2 separate regions of the Anas platyrhynchos genome follow, and region 2 is linked to region 1. The links are chromatin contacts, called in public Hi-C maps. All regions are on one chromosome and are shown on one strand. The core of a region is the stretch at or near the end of the contact, and the rest is flanking DNA. Distances in the headings are between cores, read along the strand shown.

Evidence for each region. Hi-C and Micro-C count contacts between places; a contact is called where the count stands out from the background.
Region 2: a contact with region 1 is called in a Hi-C map of F5 follicle, with 2.6 times the contacts expected there. The contact joins two enhancer-like sites. A contact is called at or near these places in 2 of 8 Hi-C or Micro-C datasets (F5 follicle and small yellow follicle).

What each region holds. Positions count from the first base shown.
Region 1 is chr2:61,353,035-61,360,538 of IASCAAS_PekinDuck_T2T, reverse strand. All of the region lies in intron 1 of TSHZ1 (teashirt zinc finger homeobox 1), which reads right to left. Among named protein-coding and RNA genes, the nearest start is that of TSHZ1, 25 kb to the right of the region's middle. Within about 2 kb of position 3,483, at least 4 of the 8 cell types and tissues checked have an H3K27ac peak or open chromatin away from gene starts, as enhancers often do. A contact at or near this core is called in F5 follicle and small yellow follicle, where this site is marked.
Region 2 is chr2:61,388,623-61,396,126 of IASCAAS_PekinDuck_T2T, reverse strand. No RefSeq gene overlaps it. Among named protein-coding and RNA genes, the nearest start is that of TSHZ1, 60 kb to the right of the region's middle. Within about 2 kb of position 2,731, at least 4 of the 8 cell types and tissues checked have an H3K27ac peak or open chromatin away from gene starts, as enhancers often do. A contact at or near this core is called in F5 follicle and small yellow follicle, where this site is marked.

The sequences.
Region 1 (7,504 bases), core at 2,234-4,733:
GACTTTTATATTGACTTTACGACAAACCACCTTTTCTGCATCTGTGCGAACATGTGGCCTTATGTTCAGAACAGAAAGGTACCACCACCTGCCCTGAGACTACCTTAATGAGGATCAGAGTAACACTGGATGAGTGTATGATGGCCAGGCTCTCTAAGAAGGAAACCCTCCCCTCAATGCCCACTCATTTTCATGGAAGCTGAGGTCACTCAGTACTTCACAGGATCAGGCCTTATGCTGGCATTAAATTGTTATTTTAAACTGGATCACTAACAGGAGAACTATTACAGCTCTTAAACAGAGACTCTTCCTTTTTTTCTTTCTCCAAACTTGTTTGGTAGATAAAAATTTAGGTGTGCCATCTCACCTGCTTTACCTACACAATACTTTTACTGGCCAATTTTAATGTTTCTGAAAGCATAAACATCCTGTTTCCCAACACTAATACATTTTCTGCCATCTTCCTCTCCTTCACCATTTTCTCGATCCTTTCAGTTGTACACACAAACACATGCAGACTCCCCCACGCCAAAGGCAGAGGAGTAAATCCAGCTTCTCTTCACTGATTATGGGATTGGTTTTAATTTGTGCAATAGTCCTTTTGATAACAATGCCTAGTTAAAACTTCCATTAAAAGTCTGTATCAGTCATTTAATGGAGGAAGAATCTAATAGGGTTCCATTGGAACTCCTCCATTAACTTTTAACAGAATTCTTTCTTATAGTCGGTGTTGTAAAACAGGGATATTTCACAAATTTAAGACCAGGCTCATTCTCCATGGGGTGACAGTTAGGTCATTGCTTCCCAATCTTTTTTTGGGTAACTACATCAGTTCACCATTTGAGCTGCAACAATCAGTCTCTTCACAACTTATTAATTGCAGTTTGCACTCATTCGCTCTCACTGAACTTCAAATCCCAAAGTGCCCTGAAAGTCCCAGTTGTATGGCTGATCATAATGTATATAATAAAAAGCACAGCCACCAGTTTCAAAAATACATATATATATATATATAAATTTACCAACCATAAACGACAAGACCTACCACAGTAATTATGTATCTGTCCAACCTTTGTTCAAGAACCTGAACTGCCATGGTGATGAACTGGTTTCTAAAGAGATCTTGGCAGATCTGTCTACAAACCACGCTGCATCTGTACTGGCACACAGATCAGTTGCTAGAGAATGGCTGCATAGGTAATATTCTTCCACACTGAAGTTTACTGGGAAAAGAGTACACAACAAAACTGAGGCCAGCTTCCTGTAGTCATTAGCCACTCTACACATTCATAAGATTGCCATATTGGCACTTATCTAATGTTCTTTGGTAAATAAATCTCAAAATCCTTCATACAGGAAGGTAACTACTGCTAACTTCGTTTTACAAGTGCAAAAACTAAGGCCCAAGGAAGAGAGGAAAAGAGCCCAGGTCTTCTAACTCCCATCCTTCGAGACAGATTTTGAAGTCACCAGGCACCAGCAGTGTTCCTTCAGGAACAAGCTTAAAATCAGGGAGTATTTAGGTTCTTGGTCAAACTCTGAATGGTGGAAGTAAAATTTAGCATGACAGATCTCCAACCACGCGAGCATGAGGTACAGGTGCATGTGGGAAATTAAAAAGGATTTACTTGGGAGATTCTAGCCCGACTAAGTGAATCGCTGTAGTGGAACAGGTCATTGCTGGCTGAACTGCCATTGCTGGCTTCAAATCCCTCCACCCACAGAAAGCAGGGGGAAATATTGTCGAGATTATCCTCCTGTCACACTTCCAGAATTAAGAATTTCATTAATCACTGAGGAGTTCAAAGATCCTGTAAATCTGATTCTGTTCGCACTTTAACCAGCTTGACACTGATGCAGCTATGAATCCATTGGCTGCAAATGAGGAACCCCAAATTGCATATGCATAACTAAGAGGAATCAAGTTTGTAAATGTTATGATTTCCTTAGGCTCAACTGGCAATCTCCGCAAAGTTGAGATGGAGTGTTGAAAATCGACCTGGCGCATTTAGCAGAGCCTCGTTGGAAGAAAATAGGAACGAAAGCAATTCTTTTTTCATTCTACCCTGCACAAGCGTAAAAATAATCAAAATGCAATAAAATGTCCCTAAGATACATGTGGTTGTATACACACCTTTCTCAAGATGTAGAATCAGTCAGCTTTTGGCCTTGTGCTTCACAATACACTGAACTAAGCAGATGTTTTACTACCACTCTGCAGGATTTTACTCACAAGTTTGTTTATACATAAATACACACACACACATGCACACACTCAAAAGCTTTTCTTGGGCTAGATAATATGCCCCAGAAGCGCAGACAAAAAAATGGAAAAAGATAAAAGAACAGTGCTCTCTTTCTTCACAACTTTTTTATTATCTGGAAAAAAAGACAGTAAGGAAAAGTTCTGGGAGTACAGGTTTTTTGTTTCATCCAGTTGTACATCATGTTCCGCTCCAATAAAGAAAATGGAATTACACAAAGGAAAGGCCAATGAAAAAACAGGAGGGTTTTTAAACAAGAAGAAAAGGGGTCTCACAAAAAAAAAACAGTATGAAGAAAGAACCATTTTTTATATGTGTGAAACCACCTAAGCTTCACCTAAACTTTTGGGCAACCTCTTCCAGCTGTCTCCAGCACAACTACTGGGAAACGTAACCAAGAGCTAAGTAGAATAGTAGACAGTGTTTTCTCACATAGGAAACTTGTCACAGGAATATATCACAGGAAAAACTTAAGGAAATCTTAATTTAGCCATTCAGTCTTAAATTACATCAGGATTAGGCTATGAATGCTCTCCAACCCATTTTCTACCATGCACTTACGCTTGTATCTACCCTACCCTTCCACAGCTCAGCACCCATTACTGTATCCTTGTACTTTTACATTATGATTGTACATCTCAGCATTCCACTTGCTGTTTGCCTTAAAAAAAAAAAAAAAAAAAAAAGACTTTGAGACTATTTTCTTTAGGAAGCAGGGAAACTTGAGAACAGATGAACAGATTTATCCCCAGTGTTTTAGCATGCCAGACAAAGATGAAGGCCGATAGAATGAACTGCTAGTGCTTTAGATTCATCTTTGGTACCAAGAGATATCTAAAGTACTTCATGGTTCCCATGTCATGCAAAGACTACAGAGCTGCAAGTTTCTAAAGGATATGTATCACTTCAGAACATTTCACTCACTGTACACCTGTACATATAGAATTTACACTGGTGTTCAATCACAAAGTACTTCCAAGGAACTGGATTTAGTTCGTGAAAAGAGGAGTAGCTGAAGCTCAGCTCATTTCTAAGAACAAATTGAGCTGCATCTGCTGCAGTCTGCCAGTGAACATGGATTCAAGTGATGATGCTGGGACTTTGCACAGAAGCAGCTGAGGAATGGAGATACATTCTGTTTGCTGATAGGAGTGGTAATCCCTGCTGCTGTGGGAGCGGTAACCTTCAGCAGAAGGGCAGAAGCAAAACAATGGTGATAGTGAGAAATTTTCACAGTTATGTTTGCTACATCTTTGGTGTCAGCAAACTTTCCATAGCACTGACAGCACCATAAACTCACAGGGCTTTGGCAAGATGCATATAAAACACAAGCACACACCAATCAATCAAAGGCATGGAAAGATGGAAATGGGCAAGGTGGCACTGTGCTGAGGAAGAGAATTACAGCAACTATACATTTAGCTGATTTTTTCCTAAAACTGCTACAAATAGTATTCCCCAATCTAGAAACCATCTCTAGAAGAAGAAATCAGAACCTTTTAAAGTACAAAGCATTGAAGGGATGCTCCTGGTTCAGTCTTATTGAGAAGTAATGCTTTATTCCTACGTGCTCTTTCCAGAAAGAAAATACAGTGCAAAGGGACCAACCTGGAAAGATGTATCTTAGCAAAAGCTAAGTTGGGAGTGCAGCATGTAAGGTAGGGCTTCTCTTGTGTAGGCTGAGCGGGTAACATGGGCAGTTCAGCTCAGGAAGGTAACTGTGCTTCCTAAGGATCTGCTAGAAATTGGGAACTTTCAGAAAGCAAATGCTGATGATTATATAAGGAGAAAGAATTAAGAAAAACTGATGATAAAAAATTATCTCTGTCCCAGACAGATAATGGGGTAACTGGCCAGTTTATCTGATCATCCAACAAAGTTTTTACTCCGTCTACTTAACAGATCCCTCATGAAACAAATTAAAAGTTCAAATGAAGAAGTATTCTTCAAGCATGATGTCACTTAGTAAAATACAATGTAGCTCGTATGCTACATACTGCCTGTAATGGAATCCATACAAGGGATAATCTTTATAAGAAAGGATACACCCTACGAAGTTTGCTACAAGACTTTACTTTTATAGTGTCTGTCCTTCCCTTTTACTCCATGTTAGCCCTTCATCATGATCCTTAACTTTGGGGGCAGAGTCTGTGCTCAAAGTTTCTGAACAGTGACTAACTGAACAGTCTCTGATCTTGATTCAGAGCCTCTAGACAAAATGTTTGTTTCTCTAATCGAAAATAACGACAGTAATTTTACAAGTATATAAATGTAATTTATAAACAAAGCCAAAGACTGTTTAAAAATCTAGCTAACGAGAAAATCCAGGATTTAAATGTTCATGTTGTCTGCAAGCTTTAATTCAAGTAAACTGTTCAAAACCACCAAGAGGCGGCCTCACAGTGCTCTGTGACCTCCTAAGGAGGGGAAGCGCAGAGGAGGCGCCGGTCTCTGCCCTGGGATCTGAGGGCAGGATGCAGGGGAAAGGCTCAGAGCTGTGCCAGGGGAGGGTCAGGCTGGGCATCGGGAGTGTGCCTGTGCCCTGAGGGTGCTCAGGCACTGCAACAGGCTTCCGAGCCAGCTGGTGGGTGCCCCGTGTCCAGCACTGTTTAAGAGGTGTCTGGATAATGCCCTCAGTCATACACTTTAACTTTTGGTTAGCCCTGAAGCGGTCAGCCAGTTGGCCTTGATGGTCTTTGTAGGTCCCTTCCAACTGGACTAGTCTGCTCTAGTCTAGTTTAGTCTAATTTTCAAAATTTGTTTAGGTTTCTCTCTTTTCTTCCTGTTAGAAATGCATCAATAAAGGAAACACACATGCTCTGAACAGCACTAAAATTTGCAAGAACAGAGGCATGTCTCTGCAGGTTGATAAAAAAAATAAAAAAATCAACATTACACATAATACAACCAACCTGTAAATATAAAGGCCAAGGATTCAAAAAAAAAAAAAAAAAGTACAAAATGTACACAGTCTACTGTATATACCTGAAACGCAGAAACACCTGTGCTAATTACATCACTGACACAAGATAAGTGCACAGCAATCAGAAGACAAAGTGTTAACAGTCAGTGAGTTGCCATGTAATTACCATCACATCCAATGGAGTTATCCAGTACTGTATGTCCCGCATTGTTCGTGTTATTATGTGGTAACTATCAAATTACCACGTGTCATCACTGTAACATTAGGTTGATCCACTATGGAAATTCATTCTGCTCAACAGCAGGCCAAATTCTTCATTTTGTCCCTTTGGTGATGAGGACAGGTGGATTACGTACTGAGCTCTACTAAAGGTTAAAGGACTAGGTTAGGCACTTCATAGATTAAACCTGATCAAATAGCCTGATTCTGCCACCTTTTCCCACTATGAGTTTCATTACTCTACTGCAGATGGGATAATACTTGACAGGGTACTACTATCTGTCCCAAAGTGATCATTTTCTCCTTAAATTTCCTGTAAAACCTACATCAACATTCCCTCTCTACGGCTATAGTAGTTACTATCTTAAAAAAATAAAGTAGAAAAGCAGGCTTTGCCTGCAGTAAATGGAAGCGAGTCAAAGACATCAGGATATCCATTTAGGACTTACACTATTACTAATCTATTTCAGTGAGAAGACAAACAGAAAATATTACTATGATGGGAGGAGAGACTATTTCTGTTGTGTTATTTTTTTTAAAGGGACAAACAAATAAATATATCATGATAAGCTTTGACTCACATGTTTCCTACATCTATATTTCCGTGCAGAACAAAATTAAGTGTTAGAAGAGTTTTAAAACATGAATACACACAAGTCTTGGAAACAGTGCAAGCGAGGGAGCAAAACTGCAAGTGTAGCTCTCAACCTGGGAACCTCCCACACTACAACAAACTCATTAGCAACTGCTAACAAGCCACCTGGTGTGAGCTACATGATAAGTGAAAATACAATGGCGAGGATGTTATGAAAGTGGTTATCACCCATCAGTGCATTCACTACAAGGAGTATTTTGCACATATATTTTACATTAACACTTGGAAGGTGCTCAGATGTTATGTGAATGGGAGCCCACACAAGAGCCCACACAGATGACACAGTGGTTTCAAGGGCTCAGGATTGTTCACTATTACCTTAAGTGACATCTAAATAAGTGTATAGCCAAATTCATACACAAACGGAAGTTAAAGACAATTGTGCAACTATGTAGATAAAATTTGAAATATTATAAAAGATTTATCAAAATAAGAGGAGAGTCCTTTTTTTACCATGATTAGGTAGCATATGGCAGAGTCCCTTAGAAGACAAGACACTTACTGTTTCACACAGGTTAGCAGAATAAAATATACAGTCTGGGGAAAGTAAGATCTACTGACAACTACCATGTGTCATCTTCGCTAGGCCTGGCCTCATGTTTGCAAGTGTGTATGAGGTAAACATACACATACATATAGAGGTAAAACAAATCTTTTTATTTTTTTCCTTCTGAAGAAAAGCCTGAGGACTCAGAAAGACCTGCGGCGATGAGACTTTTCTTTGTAGAGCACTTTCATCTCAACATCTGCAGCTTATAGTTGAGTTCTTAGAAACCGGTCATCGATAGCGAAGGGCAGTCCTTTGGCTACATCTGATAAAAAATGGCTCAAAAGTTGTTTCTTTGCCAAACTTCACTTCACTTCCCCTTTTTCACTTTCGCACACAGCATTTCTTACATCTTGCTACATCTCTCTGAATCTCAAGAGTGGCTCAGTGGCTCGAGTTTACAGCAGTGGAGATGCATAAAGTTTTGAAGTATCAGGCACAAACAGCTAGCTAGCAATTATACAGTTATTGTCAAATCATGCATTGTTGTCTCTTCAGCAATTTACTTCCACCCTTTCAGTATTTTCTAGAATCTCCTGCAGAATCCAGCTCCCCTCATGGGCCAGTAGTTTCAAAGTTGTTTAATAAGGAATGGAAGTCAATCGAGCCAAATGACAATTGGAAGAATAACACCTTGCAAGTGATTTCAAGAAGACCAGAAGCAAGAAATAGAAACAGATTCATGCCCTCATATTATGTCCAGGTTGTTCTTACACTGTCAAATATAGTGCCTCCACCTCACAAGGAATATTGTTCTGTTTATAGTAACAAACATGGTGGAACAGCGTACACGTAATTCAAGAGGTTTCACCACTGCTCTAAGGGGAGACAGTAAAAGAGTAACAGCATCCTACCCTCATCTACACTACTTCTTGCACCATTTATTACCCTAGCAT
Region 2 (7,504 bases), core at 1,482-3,981, 36 kb before region 1:
TCTGCAAAGTAAGAGCCTCTTTTATGTACATATACATTTCATCTGGCATTGTAGAGAAGTCAGTTTATCCTGGATCAATCATAGTTGCCCAGTGTCAGCTGAATCCCTAGTTTACTAAAAAACTCTGAGGAAATGCAACCAAGAGCTTGATGCCTAATTAAATCATCTCCCCCAAATTTCTGGCCCTCTGCTGGCTGAGATTTTCAGAAACTGCAAAGAGTGGATTTGACTTGCAGCAGGCAGCCTTGAGCATCCGCAGCCACCACCGCCTCCCAGGGAGCTCCTGACTGTTTGACAGCTTGGAAAATCTTGAAATTATTAAGTTGCTATTTAAACTAAGAGCAAGGACCTAATTTTAGGTACCTGTATCTGAAACCTTTGTGCACTCATTGTCATCATTTCAAAATTGTGCACACCAGGGTCAGAACAGGACTTCCGTGATCCTAACTTAATACATCAGCTCATATAGTCTTGACCATCTACTTTTGGTCCCTTTTCTTAGTGAAATTTTCTGTGCCCACCCCTTCCCCGAGTCTTAAAATAAAATACTTGTCTCAGTGATTTGCGTATAGGTAGTTTGTGCGTATGCTCATACACATATGTTTGCACATGCGCGTATCCAAATCAAAGTATGTAAAAAGCTTTACTGTGTCTTAATACATACAGTATATCTTCAGTGGAAGTTTTCACAGAAAGGTGTATGTGTGTCTGTATGTGTGTGTATGAGAGAGAAAGAAAGAGCAAGAGAGACAGACGGAGAGAGAGTGCACCAGGAATTATCTATGCATAAAGAAATTAAAAGAGAATATTTTTCCAGAGCAATTGAAGCCCATCTCCTGAACAATGACGACAGCTCCTCATTTTCGACAACAATAGAGGGCACGTAGGAGTCAGCTCATTAGAATATCTGTGGCTCTTTTCTGTTCTCTCTGCATTAAGCCCCCATAATGTCAGTTGTCACTTATTAATGACAATTAACTAGTAATCAGCAGTGAGACTCTTCGAGGTGGTCCTTGCCTGACAGGTGAAGAAAGAGAACATTGCGTAGTGCCATGCAGTGACATGGAACCTTCAAAGGGAGCACAGCATTTCCATAAATTATTTCAGAAAGAAATTTTCTTTTAGACATTCTCTTTAAAGCATTAGGATCTTTAACCCTAGAAGGACTATACGGTTGCAGCTGTCCTCCCTCCCCCCCTCCCGTTATCACTAGTATTGGATAAAATTGGAAGGCAGCCTGATCTGTCATGTAACCCAATTCCCATCTGGGGCTGGAACAGCTATCAACCCACTCTGCTGAAACTATAAATACCTTCCCTTGATACTCAACCTTAAGTGCTCACTTAAAATGATGCCCAGATATCAATAGAGAAGTTGCCAGCCGAGAGCAGCCAGGTGGATGGCCAGTAGACACTGCGACACATCTATTAAAACATCTTTAAAAATTAAAAGGCTTGCAGGCACTCAAGTTATGTACATGGATAGCCTGTGAAACTGCACCACCTTCTCCCCTGTTTCTGATTGCTTTTACACCCTCTTGTTATGTCTTGTCTTAATTTAGAAGGTAACTTCTGTTACTATGTGTTTTTACAGCAATCAGCATGCTCAGGGCCCTGGACCATGATTGCTATTGCAATGCAAATTTGATGTAGTTATTTCTCTTAGGAATAGTTTTGGGGGGGAGAGGGAGAGAGAGAAGGAGAACAACACAACAGCAGACCATTACATTTCCCCCAAAGCTTTCCTCTTTGCTTCTCTCCCTGTCTTATGCAATGCCAGGTAAAGAGCACTCATCATCACACATCATTCAAACGCTTTGCTCAGGCTTCCCTTCTTATCTTTCCTCACCCCAACCCTCCAGCTTTTAACAGGCAATTGTGTAAAGCCTTCACATTGAACACTTCAGCTGTCCCGTGCAAAACCTTTTTTCCTTCCTGAAACAAATTCAGGCTCATTCCACAATTTTTGCAAGAGGTCAGTAAAGTTCCCAAACATTACTCATGTGCTCATGTCTCCCAGCACAGAGCCCCTTTCAGCTTCACCTAGCCAGGTCATCTTTTGTTTCCTAATAGGCAAAGGCTCCCGGCCTTTCCATTTTCACCCCTCTCAGGATTAGCTTTCAAAATCTTTGTTGTCTGCTCTTGCTAATAGCAATTATTCTACTATCACTTATTTGTCCCATCTTTTCCTTATTCTCACAGTGAATCTCCAGTTCTTTGTGTGTGTGAGCTGCTTTCCCCTTTTGATGACTGCTGATCATTAGACTCTCTTCTCCATCATCCCTCAGTCCTATTTCTTATTTGCACTTCTCCAGTTTCCAAGTTGTCAAACCACACTTAAATATGTGAAATGTGGCACTCACCAGCCCACAAAACCCGGGTAGACAATCCCCATGTGATGTTAAGTTTAGACCTGCTGCCTTTCCTAGAGCAAAGCTATCTAATTTTTTGTTTTATTCCACCAAAAAAAAAAAAAAAAAAAAAAAAAAGTGGTGATGAGAAACACTAAAGACAGTTAATGCTAAATCATAGAATCATTAAAGTTGGAAGAGACCTCCAAGATCACATAGCACTTTGGAGGCAGCTAAGAATACAGTTCATATAAACATCAAGACACACATGACTGGGGAAAAAAAAAAAAAAAAAAGTGCTATGTAATGCACCCTTGAAACACATTTTATCATCATGCTGAACATTTAGATATGACTATTTATAATTATTAATACAGTGTGCCCATTGCAAATATGCTGAGCGTGTTTGACCTTGGACTGTGAAATAATGTACTGATTTTGGGCAGTGTCTGAGGCTGCAGTGATTTTTGGTGACAGTATTTGCACATTAGTAAGCTTAGAGCTTGTTTACATCGAGTCTTTTACAGTTTCCTTGCCACAGCAGCCCTGGACAGTTCTTCTTATTACAGAATAAAAGTGGCTTCTTCCAGTTTGGCTTAAATTGTTTCCAAAGTAATTCAGTCTAAACTGGAAAAAAAGTCAGAATGAAAATGCCTAGGGAGTGACTTATACCAATGAGACAAAACACCAATGAATCCCACATCCTACGTACAGCTGGTCTAGTTTTTCCCCTGGAACACAGTATGAGCAGAAGTGATCTATGCAACTTTTTTACCTTTATGAGCACTAAGCAAGGAGCCAAAAATCCTGAAGCCAAAGGACGGAGTTTTCAAGAGCCATGTATTGTGTGGCAGGGCTCAGCTGGTTCAGCTGGTCATCTGGAAACATAAAACTTTTTACCCTTTTATTAAGATTGAATTTGCAGCTCTCCAGATCCTTTCCCTCCCAGTCCAGCTCTAACTCTTTGCAGAAGGAGGGTGACTTGCAGGGCCGCTCTGCTGGATCTCCTCGCTATGTTGGAGGCTGAGGGAGAGCGGGGGGAAGAGGATGTTCTTGACACTGAGCCTGTAGCAGTGCTTCCATGACAACAAATAAGATGTTACACGTTGGCACTGTGCAGCAATAAACTAAAGCAAACCAAGACTTGAAGAAGAAGGTTAGTTTTTGCAGAACATTGCTATTCAGAAATGCTCAGATTAAACTACCATGCTCTCTTTGTATGTCCAAATACACAGTGTAAAACTGAGGAGAGAGGGAAAAGGAAGAGGAGCTGAAAATATTTTTCACTAGTGGGGTTTCACTTCCAGAGGAAGTCTTCAGGATTTTACAGCAATGGTCTTCACTGGCTGCAGAATGATGGAAAATGGTGTGTGACCCAATCTGTCTTTCTGGATCTGAGGACTATGTCCATTTCCAAGACGTAGTGATGTATCCTGCCATTCAAAAATACTAACACTTATGATTTCAAGTAATTCAGCTGGAGTGATATTTGACCTCAGTACTATGCAGTCTTGGGCATCCATGCTCCTCTTGAAAGGAGTGGCAAGGGGTGAAGAGATTGTGAGCACGGCCATGTACAGTATGAAAAAATTAAACTGAAGTTCCAGCTGGCAGGTTAACATGTTTTGCTAGACTGATTTAACACACACTAGTCCACTAGTGAACTTATCTGAGAGAAACTGCTTTCACTTAGCTATTGGATCTTCCATCCCAGATTATGTTGGACTGAACTTAACTGCTTGTTTTGTGTTGATTATAAACTTTCTGGGGAGTAAGAACCCGCACCTGAGAGCATGCTCTAGTCATTTGACCTCTACCTGCTGGTCGAGAGCTTTGGGCACTATTTCTTACCATATGATTTTTAGCATGCTGCTTTCTGGATTCCACCCTTATACATGTCATCTTTTGGTTTTGAACTGTGAGAACAATCCCACCTTTGTGCTTCTCAGACAAGCTCAAATACAAACTTCAGTCTGTACACACTAGGCAGAAGGCCAGTCAAGTTGCCATACATGCCACGACAGATGATTTCCAACTGCATGGTCTTGAAGATTGGCTTATATTTGCTTAATAGGTCCCATCATCCCTTAAGGTTTCATCATGTAGGCTGTTCTTAGCACATGAATTAGCTCTGGGCTACTTCTGCAGATGGGCTGCAGGCAACCAGACTCAACCCTCCTTACCATAGTGACCATGTGGCATTTAGCTGCAGGTGTCCTGCATCTACAAACCTGATCCGGAATCTGTCAGGCTTTTATCTCCTTCTTCAGCCAATGGTGACACCACAACTCTGGACAGACATACAGTCACTATATTAAATTTCTTTAGAACTATGTTGTACTGATTGTCAAGACATTATGTCTTGAACAATTTAGTTACGAAAATGCTTTTTTGAGAACAATAATTTTAACAGTTAATCCTAAAACAAACAAACAAAAAAAAAATTAAGAAGTTTAACCAGAAGTAAGAAACACTGAAAAATAAAAACAAAACAAATAAAAAACACAAGATGGACCATAGCTAATCAAAATTAAACTTCATTTTTTACAAGGAAAGAAGAAAGAAAAAAAGAAGAAAGAAAAGAGGCAACAACTACAGTAATTAGGATAAAAACTCGCTAGACATATTTTGACCATGCTGACCCTTGACTCAGCAGGTCACTAGACAGGACTGAAGAGAGGAATGCAAAAAAAGTGATCTTCACAGTAGAGTAACTGGAGCTCCTCGTTCACAGTGGGAAGGCTTTTATAATCATCATCTATTCCAACACTGGTTGTCTGAAAATGAGTAACTCCATTAGCCATGTATCAGTGTCTGCAGTTCTGATCTCTTGGTGCTAAACTATTCTAAAAACAGTGTTGCTATACACTAGTGAAAAAATTACAGCTAATGAAGACGCTGGATAAAGAAGTACGTTTCATAAAAGAACCTAACCTTAGGTAACCTGTATCATCTAAATAGACTGGTAAAATATTCTCCTTTTTCAAAACACAGTTTTGAATACTGTTTTATTCCCTTAGCTACAATATCACCTTTAAGTAAAAGAGCATCTTTCATCCCTAAACGCAGCCACTATACCTACCTCTAGGATGAAGATGACTACACACACTGATGAAGAGAAGCTATACAAAACCACATGAAACATGATGAAAACAAATTCAGAACAGTAGGGAAAATAAAAATTTGGAAGAATCACATTATTTAAATTAGTGTTTGGCTAGTAAATTGGGGTTAGCCTTCTTTTCTCATACATGGACAGAAAGGGACCCCGTTTTAAATTTCAGTGAACAGATGGTAAAATTCCATTTCCTGTTACTTTCATGCTGGGAGAGTAACTCAATACTGAATCAGTGAGGAGACCAACACCTACAGAGCTGTGAGAACACTCCACATGGAAACTGGCCTCTCCTTAGAGGTCTTCTAACCAGGACCCCTGCCATATAAAGAATAATAACACACTCAAATTCTGAGATGGCTTTATAAATCATAGGCAAAAGCTGATGCACTATGCGCTGATTAGTCTAATGCAAGATAATGTGCATATTTTTATGCCTTTATACCTAATTGCAATTGCATATTAGTGGCCTCTATGATAAGGACAGATTATGTATGGTGTCATTATTACCAGCGTAACTATCCAGAGAAAGGTGTAACAAAGTTATGTTGCAGAAGACATTAGTGAATATCCAACCAAATGCTATTAAAAAGGAAAGAGGAAAAAAAAAAATCATTTCATTCAGGAATAATGTCATCAGTACACAGATCTCTCAAATTTGCAATGGTATGCATCAATGCCAAAATAGCAATACAAAAAAAAAAAAAGAAAAAAAAAAGTGCACAGAAGTGAAAGTCAGACCTGTGAAACTGACAAACCAAGATCTTTCCCTCTAAGAACAGATAGAAGCAAGCATGTAAACACTGGCAATGTATTGCTTAAAAAAATGCAGCAGCTGCATACAACTTTGAAAAGAAACAGATACAGTGGATTTTGAATAAGTCACAGAACAGGTTTACAGGTTTACAGAGAATACTATGGTTCTCAAAGCTCCTACATCTTTTTTCTTCAAGAGAAGTCCTGAAAGGTTGTGAAGAAGTCTCTTCCATGTTGTAGCTTTAGTACCTACTAACAGAATAGCACAAACTTACCTTTGTTGAAACCTTTTTGAAACAAGAAATAAAAGTGCACACCAATTTTGATGTAAAGAATAACTAACTCAGATTTAACTTGTGTGCATTTTTTAAATACGTTTTTTTTTTTTTTTTTTTTTTTTTTTTTCAGAAATGCAGTACTCAAAAGCATTAAAAATCCAAAGAATGAGATCATACTGTCTTTGTGCTTCATTTTGTTAAGCAAGTAAAACACCAGAGCCCTCAAAATTTTCATCTACTTCATATTTCAGACTTAGAAAGTGTTACATCAGCATAGTCTCTAAGTAAAACTGCTGGTATATTCTAAATGGACTTTCTTCAGACACTGGCACAGATGATGAGTGATTGTCCAATTCTGAAGCTATCAGAACTGAACGGATTTAGCAATGTCATAAACACCTCTCGAGGGAGTCACCTGGTGTTGAGAACTCACTTTACATGCCGTGTTTCAAAATGAGTTTTAATGGATTTACATTAGATTCAAACCCACTTTAGAGCTATTATTTCTCCCTTTCAACCTTTTCACCCACTACTGCAATGTAATACAGCATATTCTATAATCATATGTTTGCAGGCCTGTGGTAAAGTAAACAAAACTTCAAAGGGTTATTATTTAAAGACTCTGTATTACAGCCATAGGCCTGACTGTTATTCTTCTTCACCACCCCTTGGGCCCGAAGTACATAATCATCCAGTAATTGAACTGAAATGTCTAAATGGCTAGATCCCCTGAAGGACATAGGTAGTTAGCAGTGAAGAAAGTAAGGGACATTAAAAAAAAAAAAAAAAAAAAAAAAAAAAGCAACTCATGGCGCTTTCCTGCACTAGTTAGAAACACTGTAAATGCACCTGACCTTGACCCACTAGGCTTGTGCAGAAAACAGAAAAAAAAATGTGTGGTATTTCCAGGGTTCTAACTAAACTAAAGATTAAATGTGTAACTGGGTTGTATTTGGAGGCAAAGATCTTATATTTAAATTATTTTCAGAAGAATTAAGGAGGAGG